Regions from separate parts of the Sus scrofa genome. Here region 2 is linked to region 1. A link is a contact called in public Hi-C data. All regions are on one chromosome and are shown on one strand. The core of a region is the stretch at or near the end of the contact, and the rest is flanking DNA. Distances in the headings are between cores, read along the strand shown. Region 1 overlaps BOC (brother of CDO). Region 2 overlaps CCDC80 (coiled-coil domain-containing protein 80).

Region 1 (4,085 bases), core at 198-2,697:
AAAGAGCCTGGGCTTGTAGTTAGATGAACCTGGCCCAAAGCGTGCTCTGTCACTAACTGGCTGGGGGACGCTGGTCAAGGTGTTTCATTTCCCATTGCTCTCAGTTTCTTCCTTTCTCATGGGGTAACCAATGCAAGTACCAAATGTTATCACAGGAGTAAAGTCTTCATAGAAAGCTCCTGGCTTAACAAGGGGGTCTAGTCCATGAGTTCATATGTGAGTTAATTCCCAAGTTCCTAGAAGCTGTTATGATGGCAACCCATTTGAACTTGATATATGAGGCCCAGGCCAAGGAACAGAAGGGTTAAAAATCACAAGGTTTGAGGATCCTTGGAAAATAAGGAGTCATCCTGAGGAAGAGACACCCAGCACAGCACATGGAGCAGCCACTCTGCCCTGGTCTGCTGGGACTAGCAGGAGGACAGCAGCGAACCCAAGAGAATCACCTTTGGTTTCACAGATCATCACATTGCTGAACTCGCTCTCCCCTCCTTCGTTGAAGCACTGCATCTTGATGTCGTAGGAGGTCTCTGGCTGCAAGTGGCTGATGGAGTGCCAGTACCTATCCCCTGGGAAGGAGAGCAAGAGAGTCATATGAGGTGATCATGCATGCGGTTTGCTTGGCCCCTGGCTGCAGTCACACTCAGGCAGCACTGGAAGCAATGTTCTAGGTGCCCATCCAGTTCCGGTTGTCCCATCACCATGAACTTGACACTCCCAAGTATGTCATGAAAGAGACAATGACGTGAGGCACACCTGGACAACAGAGGAAACCATCACACACACACGTGTTTCTCACCTTCCACCATATCCTTCTTGTAGTCACTGTCATTGTCACTGTCTGTGGGCCGGTAATAGATATAAAAGCCATGGATTGGGGTGTTGTTGTTACTTGCTGGGATATACTATAGGGAATAAAAGAAGAAACAAGTTGACAACAGAGCAGAGAAGTCCTCATGGGAGCAGAACCACTTGGTGGAGGGAAATTTTATCCCAGCCTAGAGTTAAAAATTCACTGGGGACCCTGACAGACATTTCTGATGATCTCCCCGAGGATCTCTGGACAATGCTCTAGAGATCACTCGTTATTTTATTTAGCCTAGGAGTTCCTGACTTTTTAAGACAAGAAACAAATGGCTATTTCTTCAAAGACTTAAGTCCCCTCCTGGGAATCGTGAGGGTGGGTATGTATCTCTGGCTCGACTCTCAGGTACACAGGTGGATGAACACTTAAGGGGACGGAGCTCAGGATGAGGCAGGGGAGAAAGGTGATTCCTTCCTGCCAGAGCTGCGGTGGCCAGCTCCCGCCCAAGGCGGCGTTCAGCCCGTCTTCCCACTGCGGTCTGTGCCAGGCCACTCACCATCCACTTGAGCATGATGGTGGTCTCATTGACAGCATCGGTGAAGGTGATGTAAGGGCCGGCCACGGGCCTCTCGTACACGCGGCCGCTGTAGCCTGACACCACGTATGGCCGGGAGGGGGCGCTGGGCTCACTTTCCCCCAGCATGTTCAGAGCCCGGACTCGGAACTTGTAGGAGGTGCCTGGGGAGAGATACTCACTGAACTGGGGCCGGGAGACACCATCGGCCTCTCCATAGGTCTGTGCAGGTTCAGGATGTGGAGAGCTCTTCTGGGCGGCCCTTCCCCACCAGCATGCCCCAAAGGACTCCAGAACTCCCTCTCATCAGAAGGGAGCCACATGGGAGGAGCATGGGGAGTGGGGGGGTTGTGGGACTGAGGTAACATGACCAAGAGGGTCCATAGGAGCCTGGTGGCGGGTAGAGGATGAGCAGAGAGAGGAACCCCCCCAAAGCCCCCTTTCTCCTCCAGGTGGGCAGGGGGCAGCCGGAGGACTAGGGAGGACAGTGACCAGGGCCCTACCTTTCTCCAGGCCTGTGATCTCCACTGAGAGCCGGGAGGGAGGGATGGAGCTGGTGGCCAGGATCCAGTCCCCCACTTTCTTTAGCTTCTTATACTCCACACGGAAGGACTGGATTGGGAAGCCACCATTCCCCCGGGGAATCCAGGTCACGTACACCGAAGTCTCAGAGGCCATGGAGATAGTGGGCCTGTCTGGAGCTTCTGGGGCTGCAGGAGAGGGCACACGGGGGAGGAAGGAAGCAGGGGGAAGGGGGTGTGATGAGAAGATGGTTGTAACCAGACTAGACAAGGCCTGTCCAGATGGGGGCCAGCTCCACCCCGCAGCCCTCCACCTGCTGGGGCTGTGTCAGATTTTCCCAGGGGCCCCTGGGTCACTCTGTCCTGGAAAGAGCCCCTGCAAAGCTTCAATCAATATCTTTTCATTGTGATTAACTGGGGAGAGGCCAGGAAAATGTCACAAGGATTCCTGGACCCCATTCACCCTGCAGTGGTAAGCTTTCTGAGGCTGCAGGGCCGGGTCCAGTTCTGACTGCACGTCACCCCTCCCCATGGGGCTGCTGAGGGCTTACGGGACAGGCGGCCATGGTCGGGCTGGCTGCTGCTCTGGGGGCTGGCTCCAGGGTCATCCCTCTGGATCTGCTGCTCCTTGCTGGCTATGATTTCAGGTTTGGGCCGCCGTCCTGGGTAGAAATAGTTGAGATCAGCATGGGGAGTGTGCATTAGGTCTCTTTTCCACAGAGTCCTTTCTGCCTGAAGCTCTGCCAGGGACTCGAGAAGGCGATGCAAATAATCTAGGACATTGGAAGTGTGTCTGATTTTCAGCTCTGCCTGGTGGTCATGGCATTGCACCCGGGCTGAGTGTGAAAGGCACAAAGAGATGCCAGAGGGGCCACCTGGTGACTCTGCTAATGGGAGGTGGGACCTCAGCCTAGGCACGCAGACCACAGGGAGGCAGGAACTGAAAGGAAGATAAAGTCCATGGTGAAGAGCTGGGGCAAGGTGAGTAGGGCTTTGCATCTGGCCTGGTAGGACAGCTCAGGTCCACGGAAACCCCAAGCTGGGGGCAACGCTGGGCACTCACCAGTTCGGAAGGTGACCATGGCTGTCTGGCCTTCGCCTGCACAGTTGTAAGCTGCCATCTCCACTTCGTACAAGCTCCCAGGATCGAGTCTGGTGAGAGTCAGGTGGTGCTGGCCGGCCGGAATGCCAGAGATTGTCCACTCGTCAGAGGAGTTTGTGACCTGCTGGAGAAAGTGGCTGGTATGAGGCACCCTGGCCTGGAGCTATAGGGGGCTGTGCTATGCAAGGAAAGCAGAACTGAGTCCAAGGGGGCAGGAGAAAAGGAGGGAGACTGGCCAGGTTGGGAGAGGGGTGGCCCTAGAGCCCGAAAACTGGTCCTGCTGGCTCGGGGACACCCATCCTCACAGGGACAATAAAGCCAGGTTCCCTAATCCCTCATCTAATGATCTCATCAAAGAAAACTCAGTGGGGAGGGTCAGATGGCCCAACTGATACTGGCGAGAGAGTTTCTCCAAAGACTCTGTCTTTCTGAAAAACTCTCTATTTAACTCTGTTTCTCCTTGACCTATTTAACCAAACACAGTATCTTCAGTTTATAATGAGATGATGATGAGAATGATAAAGGCAGCAGTACCAGTAGAAATGGCCACATTTGCTGAGTGCTTACTATGTGCTAGGCATGCCGCGAAGTACTTGCCAGCTCCATAAAGCCCTTCCAGGACAACAGCCCAAGAGATGGCTGTTAATACTGTTTCCACCTCACAAATGGGGAGACTAAGGCTTAGAGAGATGGGTGATTTGTCTAAAACCACCTCGCCAGTGAGTGCAAAAACCCTGACTTGACTCCGGAGAGCAAACTCATAGTCATAACCTACCGTAGAAAGCAAGCCCGGGAGCCAGAAAACGCCAGGCTCAAATCTGGGTTGTGTCTCTTACCACACACACAGGTTGCCAGCTGTGTAACCCTGCGCAAATTCCCAAATCTTTCTGATCCCTAAAGTTTTCATTTCTAAAATGAAGCCAAGAAAACCTCTCAGGTTATTCTGAAGATTAAATTGCTGATTTACGCAACGGCTCAAGCACTGAAGCTGGCACACAGTAGGCTCCCAACAAGTGCCTGTCCCTCCCCCTGCCCCACACCCTCCATCCTCTGCTCAGTGAGGATTTCAATCTTCCTTTTTCT
Region 2 (4,353 bases), core at 527-3,026, 570 kb after region 1:
AAAGAAAATCACATCCAAGACTGTCCAATTTAGCACAGGGCATTTGATCAACTTAACAGGTGAATCCCAGGAAAGAGGAAATCTCTAACTCCACTGGACAGAGGATTTCAGCCTGAAGCCCACCTTTGTTCTGTGCTCATGGGTGTCTGAGAGGGCTCCACAGGAAGGCCTTTTCCTTGGCACCCTTTGGTCTTCATGCTGTGGTCTGAGAACCTGACAGTCAACCCCTCCAGGTGGTCAATTCACTGCTGGGAGCTTATGTGAAGGAAAAGTAAATGACCAGTCTGAGGTGGGGCTGATCAAAAGGAGTAACTAGGCACCATGTTTTATCCAGAGACAGTAGCCACTGATACAGCCTAGCTTATAGGGATCCTTCTGAAAACCCTGGGTCACCAATCTCTATGGCAGTTAATACTGCTTGAATGCACTTGGAGAGGCTGGAAGAAATATCTACATAACCCAAGGCACCTTTCCTCCCCACTAAAAGCTGAATCCTCATGGCAGATCCAGGAGGCATACTCACAGAGCTGCCTCATTCTCTCCTTTGGGATCTGACATGGTTACTTCTAAGGACTGCCTAAAACCCTCTGGACACGCAAAGCCTCTGGAGAGCAAGATATTGCAACACACACACATGCACACACACTCATGCATACACACTTGTGTCCTCTGAGGAAGCTCTCGGCCTACCTTCTCTAGCCTGAACCCAGAACTGGAGGTCATAATAGCCTTTCCCTGTGTAATGGCTGACCACAATCTCAGGAGAACAGCAGCCACTGCCTGCATTTCTAACCTTTTACCAGCTTCCTTTCATGCCAAGTAGAAACTAGGAACAAGAACACAGTAATACGATCTCCAATTAGCATAAAATAAAAACAACACCAGCCATGTTTTCCATGGACTTTTCCAACCTCAAACTAAACTCATGAAGCAGGGAGAAAGAGATAAAAATATACCCATGGAACTAATATATATATACTGTCGTTGTACGTACAGCCAAGCACTCTGAGCCAAATGAGTATCTGTCACTAGGAAAACCAAGCAGTCAGATGTAGAAATCTGAGAATTTTCCCTTTTCCAAAGTGCAGTGTAAGTACAAACAGGAAGGGACAGTGTCCTGATGACTCGGTGGGGAAGGGGTTAAGTCCTCAGCCATCCAGTTCTTAAGTGATTTATGATGATGTGCAATGTTTCAAAACTTTCCCCTACCCCAAAGAACAGCCCCCTCCCCTACACCCCCTCCCCAGTCCAGGCTCACCGCTCACCGTGCTGAAATGGGAAGGAGGCGGTGTTTTGCTGATCTGTTAAATTCTTAGTGAAGTTTCCTTGATTTCCAGTGGCTGCTGTTGTTTGAGTTTGGTTTGGATCAAAACTGAGGTTGTCCTGGCATTTCTGGGATTGAATCCAGGCAAGAGGAAGAAGAAAAAGGAGAAGGAAAAAGAGGAGAGGAAAAGGTGGCGAGAAATAAAGGGAGGAGAGAAGCCTAAGGAAAAGAGAAAAGTCCTTTTTCAACATCACATTCCTGTGTTTTCCCTCAGCCTGGAAAACATATTAATCCCAGGGCTTTTACGCTCGGAAACAAAAGGACGAAGCCAGACTGTGGGGGAAAGGGTGATAAGAATCCTGGAACTGGAAAGAGAGAAAGAGCAAGATTCAGAAAGAGCTGGGGCTCCACTTTAAGGGGAGTCCAGTGCTGTCGGCTGTGGGGACTGGCACACACAGACACAAGAAGCCCCAGCAGAAGCGGCAGACACATGGAGATGCAAAGACTTAAAAGGACAGCTCCTTTCACCGCATCCTACTTGTCAAGAAGGTAAAAAGGCACAGCCAGAAAGAAAAGAAGACAGCTCAGCCGTCAGGTCCGGACAGGCGGTGGTCTGTGTGCGGCTTTGGGAGCTGGAGCTGCAGCACACCCCTTTGTATCAGCCAGCCTCTCAAAGGAGAAGAGAGTTCGGAGGAAAAGTATTTCATCTAGGAACTGTCCTGGGAGCACACTTCAGATTGCTTTTTAAACCCTCCACATTCCATCTCCATGAGCCACCATGTAAGTGTGTAACCCTGCCTGTCTTTGCTGTGTCTGTTTGTTTCTTTGTTGCTTTTTTTTTTTGAAGAACTGCAATAGGAATGTTGTCATAATTAATATGCTCAGTGTGCCTTTTCTCTGGAGCATCAGTCAGTTGAAACAGTGCAAGCATGCTGAATGGGGAATTGAGTGGAGTTTCCTGCTTAATGTAACTGTCTCTGCTAAGCACGGATAAATTACAGGGACTAAAAAGCAACAGGATCTCATCCGATTTTCCACTCCCTGACCTCCCTCCTTCTTCCCTATCCACCCCTTCCCCCTCCCCCTGGCGGAGATAGTGAAAGAGATAATGCCCAGTTCTGTTTGCAATTAAATGATTTTCTTTCTTTCTTTTTTTTCTCTGGCCTCCCCTCTCTGTCTTTTGACCCTGCTGCCTCCTCAAAGTGGATTGCACAATGATATGGAGAATGGGACCCAGTTTTACCATGCTGTTGGCATTGTGGCTGGTGTGCGGATCAGAGCCCCACTTGCAGGCCAGGAATAGAGTGAGCCATGGAGGGCGGAAAGCGCCTCTGGTTTCCCCCACCAACAGAAGGCCAGCTCGGTTACTGAGGCACACAGGGAGGTCTCAGGGAATTGACAGAACCACTCTGGGAGAACCAAACCTTCAGTCTCTCCAAAGAAGGAGGAGCATACCGGTGTTGAGAGTGGCTCACGCAACGGCACTGCCAGCCTCGCTGGGCATCAGTGGGGCCCCGGTGAGAACTGAGCAGAGACCAGCAGCCCAGAGCTCTCCCCGTCAGATGGTCCGAGATGAGGGGTCCTCGGGTCGGTCAAGAATGTTGCGCTTCCCGTCTGGGTCCAGCTCTCCCAACATCCTTGCCAGCTTTGCAGGGAAGAACAGGGTGTGGGTCATCTCGGCCCCTCACGCCTCGGAAGGCTACTACCGCCTCATGATGAGCCTCCTGAAGGACGACGTGTATTGTGAGCTGGCGGAGAGGCACATCCAGCAGATCGTGCTGTTCCACCAGGAAGGAGAAGAAGGCGGCAAAGTGCGGAGGATCACCAGCGAAGGCCGGGTCCTAGAGCAGCCCCTGGACCCCAGCCTCATCCCAAAGCTCATGAGTTTCTTGAAGCTGGAGAAGGGCAAGTTCAGCATGGTGCTCCTGAAGAAGACACTGCAGGTGGAAGAGCGCTACCCTTACCCCGTCAGGCTGGAGGCCATGTACGAGATCATCGACCAGGGCCCCATCCGCAGGATAGAGAAGATCAGGCAGAAGGGTTTTGTGCAAAAATGTAAGGCCTCTGGGGTGGAGGGCCAGGTGGTGCAGGAGGGGAACAATGGTGGAGAGGCAGGAAGACCAGGCCTGAGCAGTGAGAAGAGGAAAGAAGAGCAGAGGAGAGCACAAATGCCACCAACCAGAGAAAGCCGGCTGAAGGTGCTGAGAAAACCGGCCACCCCGACGGGGGCCCCTCCCCCACCTCCTCCAACCCCACGGGCCACCACCCTGCCTCCTGCTCCAGTCACAACAGTGACTCGGGCCACCTCTCGGGTGGTGACCATAGCTGCAAGACCTACAACCACCACGGCCTTTCCAACCACCCAGAGGCCCTGGACCCCCCGGGCCCACCCTTCCGACCACCCCCATAGGTCCCCTGCAACAGCCGAAGTGACCACTGCCAGGGGGTCCGTGGCCTCAGAGAATCTCTACCCTCCACCCAGGAAGGAGCAGCCTAAGGAAAAGCCGCAGACCACCAGGAAGCCCAGCAAAGCCACCAGCTTCGAGAGCTTCACGGCTGCCCCTCCCACCACCATCTCCGAGCCCAGCACCCGGCCCGGCGCGGGCCGTTTCCGGGACAACCGCACAGACAAGCGGGAGCATGGCCACCGGGACCCAAATGTGGTGCCAGGTCCTCACAAGCCAGCAAAGGGGAAACCTCCCAAAAAGAAAACCCAGGACAAAATTCTTAGTAATGAGTATGAGGATAAGTATGACCTCAGCCGGCCGACGGCGTCTCAGCTGGAGGAGGAGTTGCAGGTGGGGAACCTACCCCCAAAAAAAGCAAAGGAGTCCAAAAAGCATGAAAAGCTTGAGAAACCCGAGAAGGAGAAGAAAAAAAAAGTGAAGAGTGAGAAAGCAGACAAGTTACTCAAGAGTGAAAAACAAGTGAAGAAGGACAAGGCTGAGAAGAAGAGCAGACAGGAGAAAGAGAAGAACAAGAAAAAAAAGGCAGGGAGGACAGAGCAGGATGGGCAACTGAAACCCACCAAACATTTCACTCAGAGTCCCAGGAAGCCTGTGACTGACCTGCTGGGGCCCTTTGAAGGC

Evidence for each region. Hi-C and Micro-C count contacts between places; a contact is called where the count stands out from the background.
Region 2: a Hi-C map of retroperitoneal adipose tissue shows a contact between it and region 1, with 1.5 times the contacts expected there. The contact joins two enhancer-like sites. A contact is called at or near these places in 5 of 47 Hi-C or Micro-C datasets (alveolar macrophages, embryonic fibroblasts, mesenteric adipose tissue and 2 more) and 1 of 2 datasets of contacts at active chromatin or transcription factors (alveolar macrophages).

What each region holds. Positions count from the first base shown.
Region 1 is chr13:146,633,589-146,637,673 of Sscrofa11.1, forward strand. BOC (brother of CDO) reads right to left here. Exons shown (of 21, transcript XR_002337900.1): 10 at 2,964-3,123; 11 at 2,452-2,562; 12 at 1,883-2,089; 13 at 1,362-1,543; 14 at 800-905; 15 at 447-569. Among named protein-coding and RNA genes, the nearest start is that of BOC, 68 kb to the right of the region's middle. Within about 2 kb of position 1,448, at least 7 of the 83 cell types and tissues checked have an H3K27ac peak or open chromatin away from gene starts, as enhancers often do. A contact at or near this core is called in retroperitoneal adipose tissue, where this site is marked.
Region 2 is chr13:147,205,120-147,209,472 of Sscrofa11.1, forward strand. CCDC80 (coiled-coil domain-containing protein 80) reads left to right here. Exons shown (of 8, transcript XM_003132680.4): 1 at 1-2,044; 2 at 2,468-4,353. The coding sequence starts at 2,479. Among named protein-coding and RNA genes, the nearest start is that of CCDC80, 4.0 kb to the left of the region's middle. Within about 2 kb of position 1,777, at least 31 of the 83 cell types and tissues checked have an H3K27ac peak or open chromatin away from gene starts, as enhancers often do. A contact at or near this core is called in retroperitoneal adipose tissue, where this site is marked.